Regions from separate parts of the Sus scrofa genome. Here all the other regions are linked to region 1. A link is a contact called in public HiChIP or PLAC-seq data. All regions are on one chromosome and are shown on one strand. The core of a region is the stretch at or near the end of the contact, and the rest is flanking DNA. Distances in the headings are between cores, read along the strand shown. Region 1 has its middle 37 kb from the start of MYL10. Region 2 overlaps CUX1 (protein CASP). Region 3 overlaps CUX1 (protein CASP). Region 4 overlaps CUX1 (protein CASP). Region 5 holds the start of SH2B2 (SH2B adapter protein 2).

Evidence for each region. HiChIP or PLAC-seq counts read pairs in DNA pulled down with a chosen protein or histone mark.
Region 2: a contact with region 1 is called in an H3K27ac HiChIP or PLAC-seq map of alveolar macrophages. The contact joins two enhancer-like sites. A contact is called at or near these places in 1 of 47 Hi-C or Micro-C datasets (embryonic fibroblasts) and 1 of 2 datasets of contacts at active chromatin or transcription factors (alveolar macrophages).
Region 3: an H3K27ac HiChIP or PLAC-seq map of alveolar macrophages shows a contact between it and region 1. The contact joins two enhancer-like sites. A contact is called at or near these places in 2 of 47 Hi-C or Micro-C datasets (embryonic fibroblasts and skeletal muscle) and 2 of 2 datasets of contacts at active chromatin or transcription factors (alveolar macrophages and skeletal muscle).
Region 4: an H3K27ac HiChIP or PLAC-seq map of alveolar macrophages shows a contact between it and region 1. The contact joins two enhancer-like sites. A contact is called at or near these places in 3 of 47 Hi-C or Micro-C datasets (embryonic fibroblasts, heart right ventricle and skeletal muscle) and 2 of 2 datasets of contacts at active chromatin or transcription factors (alveolar macrophages and skeletal muscle).
Region 5: an H3K27ac HiChIP or PLAC-seq map of alveolar macrophages shows a contact between it and region 1. The contact joins the promoter of SH2B2 here to the enhancer-like site in region 1. A contact is called at or near these places in 1 of 5 promoter capture datasets (liver), 17 of 47 Hi-C or Micro-C datasets (alveolar macrophages, blood, brain and 8 more) and 1 of 2 datasets of contacts at active chromatin or transcription factors (alveolar macrophages).

Annotation. Positions count from the first base shown.
Region 1 is chr3:9,233,816-9,237,592 of Sscrofa11.1, forward strand. No RefSeq gene overlaps it. Among named protein-coding and RNA genes, the nearest start is that of MYL10, 37 kb to the left of the region's middle. Within about 2 kb of position 2,451, at least 3 of the 83 cell types and tissues checked have an H3K27ac peak or open chromatin away from gene starts, as enhancers often do. A contact at or near this core is called in alveolar macrophages, where this site is marked.
Region 2 is chr3:9,609,448-9,613,795 of Sscrofa11.1, forward strand. The region is part of intron 14 of CUX1 (protein CASP); the gene reads left to right. Among named protein-coding and RNA genes, the nearest start is that of SH2B2, 59 kb to the right of the region's middle. Within about 2 kb of position 2,739, at least 10 of the 83 cell types and tissues checked have an H3K27ac peak or open chromatin away from gene starts, as enhancers often do. A contact at or near this core is called in alveolar macrophages, where this site is marked.
Region 3 is chr3:9,636,392-9,640,568 of Sscrofa11.1, forward strand. The region is part of intron 14 of CUX1 (protein CASP); the gene reads left to right. Among named protein-coding and RNA genes, the nearest start is that of SH2B2, 32 kb to the right of the region's middle. Within about 2 kb of position 2,535, at least 7 of the 83 cell types and tissues checked have an H3K27ac peak or open chromatin away from gene starts, as enhancers often do. A contact at or near this core is called in alveolar macrophages, where this site is marked.
Region 4 is chr3:9,557,243-9,561,042 of Sscrofa11.1, forward strand. The region is part of intron 8 of CUX1 (protein CASP); the gene reads left to right. It overlaps LOC110259890 (a long non-coding RNA gene), which reads right to left. Exons shown (of 2, transcript XR_002342308.1): 2 at 976-3,800. Among named protein-coding and RNA genes, the nearest start is that of SH2B2, 110 kb to the right of the region's middle. Within about 2 kb of position 2,474, at least 16 of the 83 cell types and tissues checked have an H3K27ac peak or open chromatin away from gene starts, as enhancers often do. A contact at or near this core is called in alveolar macrophages, where this site is marked.
Region 5 is chr3:9,668,386-9,672,173 of Sscrofa11.1, forward strand. SH2B2 (SH2B adapter protein 2) reads left to right here and starts at 2,453. Exons shown (of 9, transcript XM_021086271.1): 1 at 2,453-2,622. The coding sequence starts at 2,580. CUX1 (protein CASP) reads left to right here. Exons shown (of 23, transcript XM_021086269.1): 22 at 436-500; 23 at 712-1,614. The coding sequence ends at 781.

The DNA.
Region 1 (3,777 bases), core at 1,201-3,700:
CACACAGACTCGCACACAGATATTCACACACACAGAGACGTGCAGTCACATACCCACAGAGACACACGGAAGTGCTTTTACACACTTTCACACGCATACACACACAGACACCACCACCACACTAACGCCCCCCACATCCTAAAGCCGGTGTTCACAGCCCGCCTGCCCTGAGGTTCCAGCAGCAATGGGCCCCCACTCAACCCTAGGCCCCCGGACCGCAGACACCTCCGGCTTCACAGGCAGGGCTTGCCCAGGGTCACAGGGTCTTTTGCTGGTGAGAAAACCGTGGCTCACCCAAGACCCCTGGCAGATTCAGAGCAGAGCCGGAACAACGTCCCGCTAGGCTTGGGGGTGAGAGCACACAGGTACCCCCCTGGCATCACAAGGATTTTGCAGGACCCCCCCTTCCCACAGATGTCCACTGTATCTGACTTAACCATGTGTGTTCCTTGTGCAGGGGAAGGAGGAGAGGGTCAGGATAGAGAAGGGACCATGTCTCACGATGGGGGTTCTACTGGAGGGGAATTGGGGAGACCCCCCCAGCCTCGGGGCTCTGGCAGCCCCTGGCAGGTCCTTGACCTTCCCATCCCCAGATCCTCTGGCTCAGGCCCCCACCCCAAAGCCTGCCTGTCTCTCTGTATTCCCAGCCCTACCCTGAGCCCCCGGGCTTGTACCTGGACCTCTGCCACCCAAGCTGAATCCTCCAGACCTGTCTTCCTCACCACCCAGTCTGAATGTCCTCTCCCTTCTCCTGCCTCCTCTTCCTGCCCAGAGTCTGGGGCTGAGGAAGGGGCAAAGGACAGAGACCAGGGTCCGGGTCAAAGCTTAGTGTGCCGACCTCCCTCCCTCCAGCCCCTGCCTCTGCCCGTACAGATGGTTAGGCATCAGGTGTCGCCTTCTGCTCCGCTGGGCAAGGTCCAGGGGCTGCCTCTCCCTCCTGGTCTCCCTCTCCACCCTGTTCGTGGGGGCTCCGAGGCCAGAGGAAAGCAGCACCCAGAGTGCCAAGAAAGAAGGGCGCAGTCGCCTCCCCATGGCGCCGCTAGGTGGCGCCACGCTAACGAGGATCGGGCTGGACGGGCCGGTCCGCGCAAGGAGGACCTCAGAGCCTGGTGCCCGGTCAACCTCTCCCAGGCGGCTCAACCACCAGATCCCCCTGCCTCGGGTGCTCATGCCCCTGACCCCGGCCCAAGCTCTCCTCCAGGCTCCGGGCTCCAGGCTTTCTCTACTACCTCGGCACTTGACTCCTGGGCTGCTCACTTGGTTCCAGGGGCCTGGCCGGCTTCTCTAAGGCACCTGCTTCTAGGCGGTGGTGCCGAGGCGGATAAATAGGTGAGGGACAAGAAGCTGCGAGTCGGGGTGGCGGCCAGCCCCCACCCCCCGCAGGTCCTTTCTTCTCTCTGAGTTTTTTACCTAGAAAGTGGGATCGATCCCAGCTCACGGAGTAAAAATGAGGTGGGCACGGAGGACTCCTGGCATCGGGCATGGCACGGACTTGGTGCTCCGCAAGGGACAGTGGCTTAGGGATTAAACTTTATGTCTCCTTTGCCCTCTTGATGCCGGGGTCCTCGCGCCTCACCGTGGCTCAGGCTGCAGCTCAGAAGCATCTGATAAACAGCTGCCCACATCCCAAGGAAGAGCGTGGTCCCTCTTTGGCAAAATCAGCCCAATCCCTGCCCCCCTTCAGCTTCCAGAGACATAGAGGAGGCCTTCAGACCCCAACCTCCAGAACCGTGAGGAAAAAAACTCTGTTATTTAAGCCCCGTCGTCTATGGTCCACTTTGTTACACGGGCGCAAGGTGACTAAGACTGGGTAGGGGATGAGACTGTGGCTCAGAGGGGCCCAGGGACCAACACAGTCAAGCAGCAAACCAGAGCAGAGACTAGACACAACCAAAGCAAAATATTAATTTTCTTTTTTTTTTAAAAAAAGGAAGACCAGGGGAGTTCCTGTTGTGGCTCAGAGATAACGAATGAACCCAAACAATATCCATGAGGATTTGGATTCGATCCCTGGCCCCACTCAGTGGGTTAAGGATCCAGCATTGCCATGAGCTGTGGGGTAGGTTGAAGACATGGCTTGGATCCCACGTGGCTGTGGCTGTGGTGGAGGCTGGCAGCTGCAGCTCCAATTTGACCCCTAGCCTGGGAACCTCCATATGCCCGGGGTGCAGCCCTAAAAGGAAAACAAAAAAAGGAAGACCAGGTGTTTCCGTTGTGGCTCAGCCAGTTAAATACCCAACTAGTCTCTGTGATTAAGCGGGTTTGATCCCTGGCCTCACTCAGTGGGTTAAGGATCCTGTGTTGCCCCAAGCTTTGATGTAGGTCTCAGATGAGGCTCAGATCTGGTGTTGTTATGGCTCTAGCGTAGGCCAGCAGCTGCAGCTCCGGTTTGATCTCTGGCCTGGGAACCTCCATGTACCACGCAGCTTTAAAAAAAAGAGGAAGACCGAAAGGATGAAATTACAACATGCATCGTCACTGAAGAGGCGGGGTGAGGCAGAACACGGCGGGGAGAGGGTGGCTCTGGGGGGATGCCTGCACTGAGCCCCAAGCCTCTGTCACCCCCGAACACATCATCCCCCACCTTGTATAACCAAAAAAGCCCTGCCGTCCAGTCACAGGGCTAATGCCCTGAGCACGGAGGGGTAGGCTGGGCTGGTTCAGGCCAAGCCAGCCCCGGTGGTCCCCAGGGATCCCAGAACCAACATCGAAGCCGGAGCAGGATTGCTGGATCATACGGCAACTCTGTCTTTAGGTTTTTGAGGAACCTTCGTACTATTCTCCAGAGCAGCAGCCCCAATTTACATGTCCTGGGCTCTGCTTGGAGTGTCATCAATAGAATGACAGGCCGGGGCGGGTAGGCTCTGAGTAGTGACATGTGGAGGCTACTTACCCACCCCTGGAGAGGGATCGGGTGCCCCCGGCCACGGCGGGAGAATTTACACCACAGAAAGCGGCAGACACCACTTACTCCTTCTTCCTCTCCTTCCTTCTTTCTCTCCATCTCTGCCTCTGCCTCTTTTTAAATACTTTAACAGAGTCACCTCCCGGCCTCAGGGGGACCATCAAACACAAGGGGGACATGGTTTCTGAGGTTCGACAGTGGAGGGGAAGGGGAGGGAGACACAGCAGCAGACCCAAGCCATGGAGCATCTGTTCATTCTGCCCCAAGGAACTGCAGAGCTGATCAATCCGCGAGGTTGGAAGGCAGGGCTCTCCTGAACTCAGGCAGCCCCCAGCATGGAGTTGGCCTAATTTGGACATGGGTTCAGCGAAAGCTGGCCTTTGAACACTTAAAGAAAAAAAAAAAAGGCTTTTCTAAGCTCTAAGCAGGGTCATGACAGAGATGCTCAACCTGCTCAAGGAAAATGCAGAAGTGCCCGGCCAAGGATCCAACCTGCGCCGCAGCAGGGACTGGAGCTGCGGCAGTGCCAATGCCAGATCCTTAACCCACGGCACCACCAGGGAACTCTTCCAACACTTTTAAGGCATGCATTTAAGCGCGGCCAGCTTTGCTCTTTTCCATTTAGCAGTGTTTGCTAAGTGACAGCTGTGGCCAAGCCCTGACGAGTCCACGCACTTTCTGTGCCACAGTGGCCTTGCTGCCCCATCGCGGGATCTGACTGCCCCCAGGTCCACAGCCACGGTAGCTGCCTCCCACCCATCTGACTCGCCCCCACTCGTGGCCACGTGATCCATGTGTGCTGGCTGGTCCGGCCCACACCTCAAGCAAGTGGCTGGCAGGGAGGCCTGCAGGGAGAAAGCCAGTACCTACTC
Region 2 (4,348 bases), core at 1,489-3,988, 380 kb after region 1:
CTGTGCTGGAACCTTCGTACAGCAGTCACATTGCCAGCCTAGGAAAACCTCACAGGGCTCCTAAGAGGAATATAAATGATATTTGTAAGATATCAAATTACTTTATAAAATAAAGTGATGGCAAACTCGCCGGGAGCCCGCAGATTGAAGGCGGGAGGGAGGAGGGAGGCGCGATGGGGGCGGGAGGCGGGGGGGGCCTCCGGGTAAAAGCGAGTGCTGCAGAACTTTCCCCTGGTTTCTGTGAAGAGGCAGCAGGCAGGCCTCTCCCTGTGTCACCTCAGCAAGGTGGGCGGTGGATTGCAAATCGCTCTCTCTCGAAACACCCGTGTTATGAATCAGCAGTAAGGAAGCCATCAGGAGAAGTGATGACTGTGGCGATTGTGGGGAAAAACAGGAAAGCATCTCTTATCTTCTAGGAAAATATAAAATGATTTTTTTTTCTTTTTAGGGCCACACCCATGGCACATGGAAGTTTCCAGGCTAGGGGTCAAAGCGGCGCTGTAGCCGCCGGCCTGCCGCACAGCCACAGCAACCCCGGATCCTTAACCCACTAAGCGTGGCCAGGGATCGAACCTGTGTCCTCATGGCTATCGGTCAGATTTGTTTCTGTTGAGCCACGATGGGAACTCCTGGAAAATAGACATTTTTTAAAATACCGTGATGGTGGTATCTAAACGAAAAATGTTTCTCTGGATCAGGAAAGACTAGAAAGTGCCTGTCAAAATGAAAAGAAAGACGATCATATAGTGGCAAGATTGTGGGCGGTAGTTTTCCTTGTTTGAAATTTCTTTACTACCAGTGTTTTCCTTTCAAGAGGGTTTCTAAAAATTAAAGTAGCTGTGCCTTTCAGTATGTGGAATTTAGATTTGAGAATTAGAGTTCTCTTATAATGATGAGTGTCGGTTAAGTCGTTGGGATGAGTGACTCTGGAAGACTCCAGAATCTTCTTGGGCAGCTTAAAAAATCAGCGTCTCTGAGGAAGCGTTCAGCACTGCTCCCCCAAAGGCAGGTTCGCACACCTCTGGCCTGGAATTTCTCCAGGATTCTGATTCCCTGCTCTCTCCGTGGTGACCAAGAGGCCCCCAGACCCAAAAGGATGTTCTGTCCTTGGCGCCAGGAGGCCTCTGCCGAGGGCAGCTCAGCACGGTGGAGCCAGATGGCTGCAGGGAGGTAATTCTAACCCTGGGCTGGTCTGTCGCTGAGCATTGATGGGGAGCCCTCGGCGTTTGAGATTTCAGGCTACCGAACCGACCTGGCCATGGGTTTCGCCTCCCAGGTGGAAGGGCCATGGGAGACCCGCCCTCCGGCCACAGCCCAGGTCTGAGCAGAGATGGCGCGGCTCCCATGCCTGGCTCTGCCCGTAGTTACCATGGCGATGAGGTGCCCTGGGAGTGGAGGGCCTCGCTCATCTAAACAGCAAACTGCTGACACGGGAATGTTTTCCTCACTGAGGATTCCTGTCGGCCTCTCTCTGCCCAGCTCTGCTGCCCTCGCCATCTCCGTTTTCCCTAAGATCGGTATCTCAGACTTGCCCATGGGTTTTACGGTAAAGGAGAGAGAGAGGCTGCAGGGTCTAGTGCGTCTTCGTTTTTTTTCCTCCCGGAGGATGTCACCGTTTCTAAATGCTCCTTTGATGATCCCAGCATTGGGGTGAATGGGCTTGGACATGGGGGGACATCCGTGCTGTTTTCAGCAAGTGACCCATGCTGATTTTGGAAGCTATTGATGCCTCGATGAAGAGTAAGGAGAACAGAGGGGGAGTGATTTTAAAAAAAGAAAGAGAGAGAGAGAGAGAAAGAAAGAGAAAGAAAGAAAGAGAAGAGAGAGAAAAAGAAAAAGCAAAAACGGTTTGCAAAGGACAGGACTTCAGAGCAGTTACCTGCTCCTCTGTTCCCTGTAGTCCGGTTTCCCACCAGCAGTTCTGAGCTGGCGTCTCGGGCTGCCTTTGCCCTAATGCAGCAGGCCTGTCTGAAGGCGGAGGCGCAGGGGTGCTTTGGGCTCGGTTTTCGGGGTCTCCCTTTCGTCTGTCTCCCATCCCAGCTCTTATCCATTAGTGGCCCCACACTGCTGACTGTAGCAACACGCCAGGCGCAGGGGGCGCGCTCTCAGAAGAAGGGAGGGGCCCCATCAGCCTGGTTTTCTTCGAGTGTGGCCCCCAGTGTTTGCTTATCGGTTAGCAGGGCTGTTGTGGGATTTTGTTGTCGTTTGGTTGGTTGGTTGGTTTTTGGTTTTGGTTTTGGTTTTTTGGCCGCACCTGTGGTACGTGGAGTCTTCCAGGGCAGGAATTGAACTCAAGCCATAGCTGGATCCTCTACCCGCAAAGCCACCAGGGAATTCCGACAGGGTTTTTTAAAAGGAAGAAAACCATGAGATGGAATGAAGGGGTGTGTGTCTGTGGGTAGGTAGGTACATAGATATGATCTGAGATTGGATTTTTTTTTTTCCTTTTCATTCCTTAAAGCTCATTTCTTATTCATGGCTCCTTGGTGTGATTAATCTATTTGCCCCAAGGGAAAGGAGACAGGAGACGACTCTCAAAGGGGGAGAAGGAAAGAGGAAGGAACAAATTTTCCTGGATGCGACTTAGTCATTGCATTAGGGAGAACGCAGAGAGGAGTCACCCGCCACCCACACCCACCGACTCAGCCTTGTGACTTTGTGCTGGGGGAGTGTTTCGTTGCAGTAGCTAACAAGCTTCCCTGCCAGCTGTACTAAGGGAGAGGCTGGCCTGGCCTCTTCGGATTAATTATAAAGTACCCAGCTTTTTCCCAGCGTGTCAGGCAGGAACTGTGGCTTCCAAGTCTCCGCCCATGGAGAATTCCATGGCTCCACGTCGCTGTTCTCACACAGCAGAGCACCAGTTGCCTCTCGAGAAGGCGGCAGCTGTTAGTCCATCTCTAACGTGGGTGGTCCCGTGTGACCCTCCCTGACACGGGGACCACAGGGTAACAGGCTGTATGTGGCCGTACGCAGCCCCCTCCCCGCCCCCAGTAGGGACAGGCCAGCTTTCCTTCTTGACCTGCGTAATGGCTCCGCTTGGTACCCACGGACCGACCCGGAGGACGTGTTTACCGTTTCAGCGCTTTGAACTCAGCAATAGGACCCTGATGCAGCTTCCTTGAATAAGCAGTCAGTTCCTCAATTCTAATGACTAAGTCAGGGAGGGGCAGTGGGATAACACATTAAGAGGAAAAGGAAAGGGCTTAGCTGTACCCCCAGAAGATTCCATGGCGCCGTCTCAAGCAGGCAAGACGCTTCATTCATTGCCCTAGACTCGGTCTGATCTGCTTTGTTTTGTTTTTCTTTCTTTCTTCTTTTTTCTTTTTCCCCCGCTTCTCTTTCATGGAAATAAATCAGGAAAGTAACTGTTGATGCTCTCTAAAAAGAATTATCCTTGGGAGTACCCTGGTGGCCTAGCAGGTTGAAGATCCGACCTTGTCACTGCTGTGTCTTGGGCTGCTGCTGTGGCACAGGTTTGATCCCCCCTGGTGGAGCCATAAAAAAATATATATATATATTCTTACCCTCATTTATTTTGAATAGCTGAAAAGATTCATATATACATAACTGATTTATACATGGCCATAGACAACAGCAGAAACAAAAGAGAATTCTGGATGTGTCCTCCCTAAGCAGGGGCCACTGCTCTTTTTTCCTGGGGCTGAGCTTCCTGCACCCACTCACTGACTATGAAGTTGGCCGCAAGAGGAACCAAGTGCCCATTCATTTCTCTTTCTTGAGTGGACCCTGCATGAGGGCATTTTACTTTCATCCAGATAAAGGAATCCTCTGTTCTAAGATCAGAAAAGACAGGTTTCTGGGATCAGGCACAACCCACCTTACTGTCGTCTGTCACGTGGTACGTATGTGCTCAGGCCCATGGCGGGGGGTGGGGTGGGGCGTAGTGCTGAGGGCGCCCCAAGGGGGAAGCTGGGCCTTGAAGGGCAAAGGGGTCGGGGAGAAGGACATTCCCGGGGGAAAGCTCTGTGTGGGCAGAGGTTCATTGATGGGTGAGGACATGGTATGTGTGTGGAAGCTTTGGGAAATAGTGAAAATATTAGAAGCCCCTAGTTCAGAGGTCTTTTTTTTTTTATTACTACTATTTTTTATTTGATAGGCCGCACCCGCGGCATATGGAGGTTCCCAGGCAAGGGGTCCAATCAGAGATGTAGCTGCCAACCTGTGCCGCAGCCACAGCAACACCAGGTCTGAGCCACATCTGGGACCTACACCATAGCTCATGACAGTGCCGGATCCTTAACTCACTGAGCGAGGCCAGGGACCGAACCCTCCTCTTCATGGATACGCATTGGGTTCTTAACTTGCTGAGCCACAGTGGAAACTCCAT
Region 3 (4,177 bases), core at 1,285-3,784, 400 kb after region 1:
CCGCTCCACGATCCATCTGCTTCTCTCCAACCCCATCACCACTGCCTTCCGTCACCTCTTCATCCTTCTCACCTTCCAGCTGAGCTTCTCCCTTCCCGACCTCCCCGCCCGCCCCCCAGACCGTCCCCGGACGGCCGTTCAGGAACAGCTCATTGCATCATTCCCGTCATTAAAATTTTTTCATTTCTTCCCATTGATGTCTGGGTAAAGCCCAAGCTTGTAGCCTCCCCTACCCGCCTGTCTCTCCAGCTTTACGTCCAGCAGCTCCTCCTGCACCCCCACCACCCACGTGCGCTCGGACACACACACACACACACAATGTTTTGCCCATGCTGTTTTGTTCGGTATCTTTGTACACGCTGTTCCCACTTTCTGGAGCAGCCTCCTGCCATCCTCTGCCTCCCTGCCTGTTTTTTGCCGGTGAATCCCTCCTTGTCCTTTAAGATTCAGTGTGAACGTCATGTCTCCTGGGACGCCTCCCCTGAGCCCTCCCCAGACCAAGCTGCGTCGCCCCCTCAGCACCCCCTCTGTGGCACCCTGAATTTGCCTCCCTGATCACGTTCTACTGGGGTCACCTCTCTAGCGGACTTCTGTGTCCCCACTGGACTGAGTCTTGCAGGGACAGATGAGACCTCATAGTACAGCAGAGCGGGTCCTTGATGAGTGTGTGCTGGGCTTCAGGTGGTTCTGGTTCGAGAGTCTGGAGTTGCTCTTGGAAGAGCAGGGCGGGACAGCCACAGTCTACACAGATGGCACAGAGCACGAGGGGAGTGTACCGCGTGGCAGGGGGGCTGGGGGCCTGGGCAGCTCTCCCTCGGGGCCTGCATCTCAGTCTGACCTCTCTCCCTCCCCCAGCCTACATGAAGCGGCGGCACAGCTCGGTCAGCGACAGCCAGCCCTGCGAGCCCCCCTCCGCTGGCATCGACTACAGCCAGGGCGCCAGCCCCCAGCCCCAGCACCAGCTGAAGAAACCCCGAGTCGTGCTGGCCCCTGAAGAGAAAGAAGCTCTGAAACGAGCCTATCAGCAAAAGCCATACCCGTCACCAAAAACCATCGAAGAACTCGCCACCCAGCTCAACTTGAAAACCAGCACCGTCATCAACTGGTTCCACAATTACAGGTACGGCTCTGCGCTCAGCGCAGCAAAATCCCAGCTCCCGGGGCGCGTGCCCGCAGCCCAGGGGAAAGGCCGACGCGCCCTGTAGAGCCTGGCTGCCCACCGCTTACAGGGCGACCGGCCAGGCACTTGGCCTGGGCATGCTGGGGACGGAGGACGTGGCGGTGGGTCAGGTAGTTGGCTTTTTACATGTTATCGGATGTAGACGTGCAGAGTCACGCAGTTAGAGTTGGCGCACATCTGCTGTGAGCACACAGAAAAGCGCCTCTCCACGATGCCATCGTGGTTCCATAGCTGGTGACCATGGATGTCGGCGTGATTTCTTTTTTTTTTTTTTTCTTTTTTTTTTTTTTGGGTGCTTTTCAGGATCTTTTACAGTATTGTTTTCCAAGTAGTCCGATTAGTCTCATACTTAAAGTAGTGCAGGCCCCTTTCTTTGGGGAAAGGTGTGAGTTAATGAAGCGTTGCTGAGCATCACCTTGGACTCTACAGCTCCGTGGTTTGTTTGTTTATTTATTTGTTTATTTTGCCTTTTCTAGGCCCGCACCTGCGGCATATGGAGGCTCCCAGGCGAGGGGTCGAATCGGAGCTGTAGCCCCCAGCCTACGCCACAGCCTCAGCAACGCAGGATCCAAGCCGCATCTGCCACCTACACCTCAGCTCACGGCAACACCGGATCCTTAACCCACTGAGCGAGGCTGGGGATCGAACCCGCCACCTCATGGTTCCTAGTCAGATTGGTTTCCGCTGCCCCACAATGGGAACTCTGTACAGCTCCGTGTTTTAACCGGACCCCCACAACCATCTAAGAGAGGCAGTTTTACCTGCATTTTACAGATGAAAAACATAAAGCCCAGAGGGGTTAAATAACTTACCATAAGCAGGGAAGGGCCTGGTGCTCTCATAGAACAAAGGACTGGGGTAAAATCTTTGGCTTGAATTGTGGAAAATGAATGAATTGCTGCTCGCCTGAGGGCCGAAGGGGGATCTGGAAACACGAGTGGCCCCAGCAGGGCCAGGGAAAATGGCTTTGGAGATGTTTTGTGTAACTGGCTGCACCTACACCCAGACACGCAGCAATCTGCAGCGTCCTGCGCCCCCGCCCAGAGTTACGATCCTTGCATTAAAATGGCCACGACTTGCAGAAGACTTGAAAGCGCACATTCAAATCACCTCTGTGTCTAGAAAGTGCCATCAAGATTGCAGAGCACCTGGCAAAGGAGCGGCTCTGGCGGACCTCTGCCCAAACTCCCCTCCACTCCCCCTGGCCACACTCGATCCTGCTCTTGAAGCCTCCTTCTGTGTAGAAGGAGCTCCATCATTGTAACTGCTGGCCTCGCGTTGCCTCTGTTCTTATCCGATGGGCTGATTCAGGATGAATAAGCTGGTTGTGCTCAGCTCATGTACTTCCTTTGTCTTCTCGGGAGCCCGCCCACGCGTGGGGAGGCCGGCCTCGGGCCAGTGCTGCCATGAGGGATAAAGCTGCCTGGGGCTGAGGCTCAGGCAGCAGGTCTCTGGCTCTCCCATGAAGCCAGATCAGCTAACGTCACCTTCATCAGCAAGGAACGTTTTCTTTTGCACCCCGTCTAATATTTAAGAATTTTCCACACAGCGGAAACGAATCCGACTAGGGACCGTAAGGTTGAGGGTTCGATCCCTGGTCTGGATCAGCGGGTTAAGGATCTGGCGTTGCCGTGAGCTGTGGAATAGGTCGCAGACGCGGCTTGAATCTGGTATGGCTGTGGCTATGGCATAAGCCAGCAGCCGTAGCTCCAATTTGACCCCTAGCCTGGGAAGGTCCTTATGTCTCGAGAGTGGCCCTAAGACACACACACAAAAAAAAACTTCCAGTGTGTTCAGAACCTGGGAGTTTATTGGGCCCCATCAGACGTTCCAGGGGAAGCTGGCAGATGGGGCAGTGCCCAGTGTGAGATGAAGCTCCTCCCTCAGCCCCTGTCTATGATCGTCTGTTGCTGCCACTTGTTTCAGCTGAGGAACCATGAGGGCTCCACCCACGCTGGCCTTACATGTATGCTTGTCACCCTGGCATAACCAGACGCAACTACGCCAGTCCTGTGGGGCCCCAGAGAAAATGATGTTCCCATGGGCCGTGATTGAGACAGCCACCTACACGGCATTCAACAGGCAGGAATTTCCATGGGGCCACTGGGTCTCCTTGGGTTCCGGCAGTGGGGAGTCCTGGTTATCGCGGTGATCTGTCACATGGTGGTCGGCTGGTCATCGTGGAGGTGGCTCACTCGAGCATTTAAGCAAATTCATCTCTAAAGAGGGAAGGGGGAGGAGTTCCCACTGTGGCACAGCAGGATCAGTGGCACCTCTGCAGTTCTGGGACTCGGGTTCCATCCCTGGCCTGGTACAGTGGGTTGAAGGATCTGATGTTGCCTCAGCTGTGGCTCAGATCAATCTGATCCCTGGCCCGGGAACTCTGTGTGCCACAGGGCAGCCAAAAAAGCAACAAAGAGAAGAGGGAGGCAGGAGAAACAGCAGTAGAACCTCAAATCTTAGTCAGGAGCTCAGCCCCAGACCTAGAGTAGACAGATGCTCAGCAAATGCTTTCTGTCAAACACAGCTCCACAAGAGAGCAGGCTGGCAAGTCAGGTGGGAGAGCCCAGGGCAGCTTAGTTTCACCTGCACAGATCTGGCTGCATATCCCAGAAGAGGCTGAGATGCACGGGGTCTGGAAAGAAGAACTGCACTGGAGGAGAATTTTATAAGCCAACAGAGAGGGATAAGAAGCGGCACCAGGAGTTTCAGTCGTGGCTCAGTGGTTAATGAACTCGACTAGTATCCATGAGGTCACAGGTTCGATTCCTGGCCTCGCTCAGTGGGTTAAGGATCCGGTGTTGCCATGAGCTGTGGTGTAGGTAGAAGACGCGGCTCAGATCTGGCATTGCTGTGGCTGTGGCATAGGTCGGCAGCCATAGCTCCGATCCAACCCCTATGCCGTGGGCGCAGCCCTAGAAAAGACAATAAGACAAAAGGACAAAAAAAAAACCCCAAACCAAAAAACCCGGAAGTCCCTTGCCTAAGGTCACCCCG
Region 4 (3,800 bases), core at 1,224-3,723, 320 kb after region 1:
CGGTTTTATGTAAGTCAGCTTGGGAGATAAACACGTTTATGTCTCTTTAACACAGCCGCCAATTAGAAATGCCATCATTCGCTCTCTTTGCCACTAGCATTTTGTAATTTGATTTTCCGCAGATGGAAGTGATACCGGGCTCTTTTCACTCCCACGTGGTTGATGGTTACATCCTTGTCGCACATGAGGAAGTCTTTCCTTTCATCTTCTAGGTCTGTATTACTGGTCCGGAGACCTTTATGTCGGGGGCTTTGCCCAAAAAGACATGGGGCTTTGCCGAATTCATGGGTTGTCTCCGCCCCTTTGCTCAAGTCAATCCCTCGGATCTGGTGAGCCTGTGACCACGTTACCTGCAAGTAGGAATTTGGGCTTGTTTTGTGACGGCTGGGCCATCTGAGCTTCGTCTTTCATTGCTGTTCTTAAAAGGCACCTCTCTCTTATGTCCCTGTGGCGAGCAGTGGGGACTCTTGGTGCGAGGGTCCCTCTGAGGCCCAGCGCTCGTGTACTTCCCCCATTTAAGTTCAGCTGTGACCTGGGTTTCAGGCTCTGTGTCACTGGAACCCTAACCTGTGTCGTATTCACCAAGCAGTGTCGTGTGTTTCTGAGCAGGATATCACTTCTGTGTATTGCTTTTCTTTCCATTTTTATACTACGCATTTTATAGATTTTTCTGGCCTCGTGATTTAAGACAAGTCGAAGCTTGTTGTTTTATGATTTACTGTGCCTCTCAGTACGACTTCTTTCTCTGTAATGTTATTTTGCTACATATAATATTGGCCAGTGTGGCTTCAAAACCTTACCGTAGCCTTTAAAGGAAAATCTAGTCCGTCTTTGCCTTTTTACGTGAAGGTGTGTTTCTGCTACATTTTGTTAGGTTTGGTTTTTTTGGGTTTGGGGTTTTTTTTTCAAATAGGTGTTTTCTTTTTATAGGTGAATTTGGCCTAGTTACATTTACCAATGTAACTCTTAACTCACATTTTTCTTTACGGTTGATACTCTTTTTTTTTTTTTTTTTATAATTTAGAATATCCCTGTCATAAGCTTTCTAATCTATTTAAGGAAGATGAACCACAAAGCTTAACTGACTCTCTGAATGTCCTTAGCCTTCCAGGCCAGCCCTGCTCCAGGTCCCGTCTTACTTCTGAAATTCAGTGTCAGGTGCAAAACCATGGAGCCCTCCTGAAACTTTGAAGAGCCATGTGCTTATTTTCGATTCTCTCACCCTGCTCTGCCGCTGTTCTGTTGCATGTCAAGCACAGCAGCGACATGTGACACAGTTATGCCTCCCGACATCCACCTCTGCCGCGAAACCCATCCTTTCTGAAATACGCTAACCTGTACGTTCCTCCTGGTGAACCCCTTAACGTTATTTGGGTTTTCCAAGGACCACCTCTGCCTTCCTTCACAAAGCAGCTGCCATTTAGCAAGATTATCAGTGAGTGAGAAGAAACCTTTATTCCCTGGCATACATACGGTAAATATTTTTCACACACTCGAGGCTTACTGGATAGATCCCAAGGTACAAACAAAGACAAATCTGTCCTTATCGTCAAATTGTTTAATTTTTCCTAAACTCAGAAATTTACTGCCTGCATCTCCCGGGCCCTCCCGTAAGGGTTAAACCCCTTACCCCGTCATTAGGAAAGTGACTGGATCCAATTTCCCGTCCAGAATCACAGCCACGCTGTCCATCAGGGGTCACAAGCGTAGCCGAGCTGTAAGGCAGTTATTTGCCGAATGTGTCTTCCTGACAGAGGGCCCCCGGGGTTCCATCAGCTGAAGTTTCCCAACCAACCATGAACGTATGAAGAAGGTTTGGCTGGTCCACTAAGAATCCCTTCCAAAATGAAGTCTCTAATGAAACCAGGAAGGCGGTTTGTTTAACTTCAAATTTGCATCACACCTCCCTCCCCAAAGTATTCCAGGCGGTTTTACTACAAGACACAGAATCAATGAGCCTCTTAGAGTGAAACCTGGGAGTTCGAGCAGAGCCTCGTGGGGAAGGTACTTTCGTAAGGCTTGGATTGGGATTTAAAAGCTCAGTGAGCGGCTCAGTAACCTGATGTGACGGCGGCATTCCCTGCCTAGGATTTTCAGAGTTCCTTATTAACGGTGACGCCCCGATGGACTGTTTGCTTGGCAACGAGGGAAAACTTTCTGTGGCAATTAACCTTTCTATTTTTTCCCTACCTCTAAGTATTGTGAACTTCCTTTGTGGTATTTTAGTGATCAGACAGGATGGAGGGTGTTCTTAAAGATTCATGGCCAAATCCGATGATGTCAGGACGAAGGGAAGGGACCGTCTTCGTGGGGCCAGCAAGTCTGGCCCCGTCTGAATTGTTTGTCTAACACTTCACCAGTAGAGGAGGAACCACTGAATTATTCATTTGCACGTTGCCCTAAAAAAGGCACTTAGGCTGCCGAAATGCAGACTCTCGGTGCCAGTGAGAGGAAGAGGAAGGATGCTGGCTTTCCTCGGAATGCGCTGCCGCCTTTGGCAGCCTGGGTCTCTAGTTTCACTTCCCAGCCCTGCGGGTAAAGGAAACAAGCCCCAGCTGCCTGAAGTGCAGGGCAGTTGCAAGGTGGGGGCTGTGGACAGATGCTGGGAGGGCCCCTGAAGCCACAGGTGAGCCAAGCATTGCAGTGACTGCGGAAGGACCAGGTGCAGGGGCGGTGGGGGGGAGTTCTGGCAGCAGCTTGTAGGACCAGCAGGAGCTGTGTAGCCAGGGAGGCCCCAGGGTGTGGGTGTGATCAGAGGAGAACAGCCCCGAGCCTCTTCTTGGGCCCAGGAAGTTGTCTGGGCCTTGGGCCTGGCGGAGGGAGGGGAAGGGAGCTGCGAGTAATAACTGGAACGCAACTGGAGGGCTTTTTTTATCCTTCGTTTCTAGCTTCTCTGCCACCAAACCTTTTCTAAACAGTTCCTACCAAGTAGTACTCAGGGCAGGAAGCGGGTAATTAGAATTCCTCACGTTCGGGAATCAGAGCAGGATTCTTACTTACCCTAGTCGGATGCTCCCTGTGGCCCCGACTCCCCCTGGCCTCAGGGCCCCCCTCCTCGCCCGCCCGGGAATCCGAGCAGGGCGGCCTTCTCCCGCCGCCTGCGGTTCCCGCTGGTGCCTGCGGGAGCGGTGAGGACAGCAGGTGCAGGCCCGGAAGCGGACGCACCTGCCGGCTGTAGGCAGGGCGTTTCCAGGTTAAGTCAACAGGGAGAAGGAACCATCTGAGAGGCGGTTCTGAAAGAGTGAAAGCTGTACGTGGACAAGCAGCGCTCCAGCCGCCGGAAAGGCCTCCTGACACGTTTCACCCTAAGGACGTGAAGGGGAGCCTGACAAATGTTTATACACGGCAGCCCTCCCAAGACGTTTCTCAGCGATCGGAAAGTACGGATGCAGCAGCCTGGGTCCACAGCCCTGCTGGCCGTGTGTGTCCTCTGCCCAAGATCCCGAAACCTCCGCCAGTTCCCGGGGGACAGGCACCCAGTGAACAGAGGGAGGCGGCCTCTGTTCCCTCCAGGGCCCATGCAGAGACACTCCCGAGAGCCGCTTTGGTGGTGGGATGAAGGGTGGGGCTCAGGTGTCCTCTCCAGAAGCCACTTCTTCTGTATCTAAGAATATTTATGTATGATTTTTCAATCACGTTCTTTCCGGGCGCTTTTTTTCCCTCCTCTTTGCTGAGTGAGTAAACAGATTCTGAGAGGTTAACTGACATGACAAAAATTAGCAGAGAACTGAGTCTCCGACGGACAGAGCTAGACTGCCCGCTCCTAATCTGTGTTCTTGCCCAGGGGCCCCCTGCAGCCT
Region 5 (3,788 bases), core at 1,203-3,702, 430 kb after region 1:
AGGGACACCTCGAGCTGAATCTCCTCGGGTGCAGAGGGACCGTCCAGGGGGTGGGCACAGCACACACGCGGGCCTAGTGATGGCTGCGTGTCCACCACGTGGGGGCAGAGGCAGGGGAGCGCGTGCCTATGGAAGGTTCCAGCCTCATAGACACCCACCCCCAGCAAGGCCACAGTCAAGATGGCCCCAATATGGCTAGCCTGGGCTCCAACTCAGCCCAGGGCAGGAGGTCCTGGCCCTGCCAGCAGTAGGCCCAGGACCATCTGACCATCTGTGAAACGGGCGGGCACGAGAGCAACGTTAAGGCCTACCCATCCTGGGGCCCGGGCCACGAGAACCTTCAGAAGTCAGGAAGCCAAGCCCAGGGGCCATAGCTGGAACACAGGAGTGGCCATGAAGCAGGACAAGCAGCTCATCATGTCTCTCTCTGGGCAGGTGCTCTACAAGCTGGCATGGAGCGAGAGCGTGGAGCGGGATTGTGCCACCTTCTGTGCCAAGAAGTGAGTTCCCGGCCGAGCCCCGCCACAGCCCCACCCTCAGCCCCCAGCACCAGCGCATTCTTAGGTCCCCCGCCCCCCGTTCCTACCCCCATCTGGTCCACCCACGACCTTCATACCAGCCTAGCCCCGGGAGATCCCTGTGCCCTCCGCCACCCCCCACATTCCTCTCCTTCTCACACTTGGCCTCAGCAAAGGTCTCTGTGGCCCACAGGTTTGCCGATCACCTGCACAAGTTCCACGAGAATGACCACGGGGCAGCAGCCGGTGACTTGTGGCAGTGACGTCCTGGGGCTTCCCCCAGGATGGTAATGGCTGCGTTCCCCTCCCCTGCTTGTTCAGCTGCTTCTAATGACATAGGCTTCCCTTCCCTGTTGAATTCCCCACGTAGACTGCCTTTGCCCTCCACCCAACAGTGCCCCAGGTCCCCTGGGGCCCCCTTAAAAGATGGTCTCAGCCACATCAGGCCCCCTAGGTCCAGAAAACTCCCAAGGCCAAGCCAGGCTGAGCCAAAGGGACCCCTTCAGGCCCATCTCAGGCTGGTGACCCAGCCCCAGTCCCACCTGCAGCCTGACCACGAGTCCTGGTGGCAGAGACATCCCAGCTGTGACACTGAGTTCCCCCTGATTCTGGCAGTAGTTAATCCGGTTGGCGTCCGCAGGCCTCTCTGTGCCAGGCTCTGGGATCCCCTTGGGCTCCCCTAGGATCCATCACCCTCTCCCCAAGATGTGGAAGCCCTTCCTTGCAGGCCAGCAGGCTTTGAGTCCAGCCTTCACCCCAACTCCACCCCACCCCACCCCAAGAAGTGAAGGAGCCCCAGAGGGCAGGATAGTCTCTGTTGCCCCCTCCCAGCCCTTGGAGCCACTCTAATGTTTGCTTTCTTATTAGCAAGTTATTCTGGCTTTTAAGTGAGGAGGAATCTCCAGTGAGTCGCTACACCCCAGGCTCTTCAAACCCAAGGACCGGTTTGAGGGGCCCAGGTGCTTCTCAGCCAAGCAGAGCTGGCTGTGGGCCACCCTAGCATGGCCACCCTGAGGCCACTGGCAGATCTTCCTAAATTAGATTTGCACTTGCTTCAGCTTTGCACATTTTGAATAAACACATTGTTGCAGCCACACTGGTGCCGCAGCTCTGTGACCCCGGGGGTACAGGAAGCAGGTGGGCGGGTTCCTGCAGCAACACCTCCAGGAGCTGCTGGCTGGACCGACCTCACAGCTGCTCTGCTGATGTGGAGCACGGGTCCCCACACGTGGGAGGCCTCTGCCCCACTTCCCGTCACCACGAATTCCCTGAGTCGTCCAGGGCTTTGCGGAAGCCAAACCCGCAGCGTCTGAGTTCTCGTGAGCAAACAACGCAATCGCAAAGAGAATTCCCTTCCTTTTTCATGCTGCGATTGCATGTGTGACAGCAGCTCCTGGGGAATCCCTGCGTTCCTTTTCTGCGTGCCCTGGAGCCACGCACATGCTCCCTTCCCCCGGGGCCCTGCCGGCCAGGCATTGTGGGGGCCCATGCCCATCAAGTCCCCTGAGTGACAGCCTTGCAAGGGGACACCCCTGAGCCACAGGTTCTGGGCCGCCTGGCCTCCAGCCCAACCCCACTGATATGGGTCCCCTCCCACCCAGACTTAGGGCTTCCTCTTGGTCCGTGGTGGTTGGCGTTCTCCCACTGGCCAGGCGCACTCAGCAACCACCCAGCAGTCCACCAGGCCCGAGTCCCCTGTGGTATCCATGTCTGAGTTTTAGCCCTAAATACTCTAGAGTTTGTGCCTCCAGGGCCGCACCCCCCTTTGGGGCCCCACCCCCAGCACCCCTGTCATCTACCCCATCAGAACTTCCTCTAAGGCCCCAGGGCCTGCCCTTGGGGACCCCAGATGGGCCCCTCATCTCTCACCCTCATTCCCGTTGCCATGACAGAGCTATTCTTGGCTAATCACAGCTCCCCTCCTTCCCCGCCCACCCCAGCCACTTCCACTTCTCCCACCAGTTCCTCCTTGAAGGTCAGAGTCCTCCTCGCTTCCTCCTCCCTGGACATCAGGGCCATTGTCTTGCCCTGGACTCCACACCCCACGACCCTCCCTGGCCAATGACCACCCACCACTGGAGCTCAGCCTACTACTTGGAAGCAGGTTAGTCCCCTGGGGGTTCCAGTCTCCATCCCCCCAAGAGGGTGGGGTCCGCAGCCAGGCCACCCAGCGTGGACCCTCCCTCTCTCCCACTGTGCAGGGATCACCCTCCCAAGCCACTCCCACACTCCCACACCCCTCAGCCCCATTTATGGGTCTGGTTCCCAGCCAGATGCCCAGGCTTCTGTGCAGTTCCAATCCATGGCTGGTTTGCACCTAAGCCTCCGTAAATGTTTGCTGGCCAGGTCCTGCCGAGAGGGCGGTCTGTGTGTAGAAGGGAAGGGGCTAAGGAACCAGGGCCTCAGACCAGGCGTGCCTGGCTTCAGCGCCCCGGTGGAGGGAGGCCAGGGCTGGCCGGCAGGAGGTGCGGATTCCTGGCCAATCTCCACCTTCACCTCCCAGCACGCCCCTCTAGGCCCTACCCTTTCCATCCTCAAGACTGGGATAAAAACCATTCTTTGCCTGTCCTGCTTCCTGGGAAGTCAGAGATGTGAACTGGCTTGGGGAAAGGTTAAAGGGCTCTCTACAAAGGTCAGAGGTCATGACGGGGGTGGGGTGGGGGCAAGAGATGGAGACACTCCCGGCTGGCCAGGAGACCACAACAGATCACAGAACAACCTCTCGCGGCAGAGAGTTTAGCGAGGAGCTGATCTAACTGCTGGTGTGATCCCAGGACGTGGGTTGGGGCCAGGAACCGAGAGGGGGGCGGGAGCCTGGCACCCTCTTCCTCTCTCCAGGAGCAAGCAATAGGTCTGACCTCTGAGCGGCCCTTCCACACTTCCGCTCACACCGATACCCTTCTGCTCCTCTTGGGCACCTTCCAGGCCTGCTGGAGCCCCTCCTTCTCTTCTGAGAAGCCTCCTGGAGGCTCTCAGCCCGCCAGGGGTCAGTCCACAAGCACCTGCAAAGGCCAGTAGCAGTCTTTGTTTTTTTAGCCAGACTGGGATTTTGTTTTTTTAGCCAGACTGGGATCTGTCCTAGTCTATGCCGCGAGTTTGAAGGCTGCAGAACCGAGCAGGGATGAGGAAGATAGGGCTGTGTCCGCTCATCAGCCCCAGGTGACCTCTGAAGAGACCTCCTCCTGGGGGGGCGGCGTCAGTGTACCCATCTCTGTGTAGGTAGGGAGGTGGGAACCGCGCACAGGTCTTCCCTGCCCTGTAGTCGGGCTT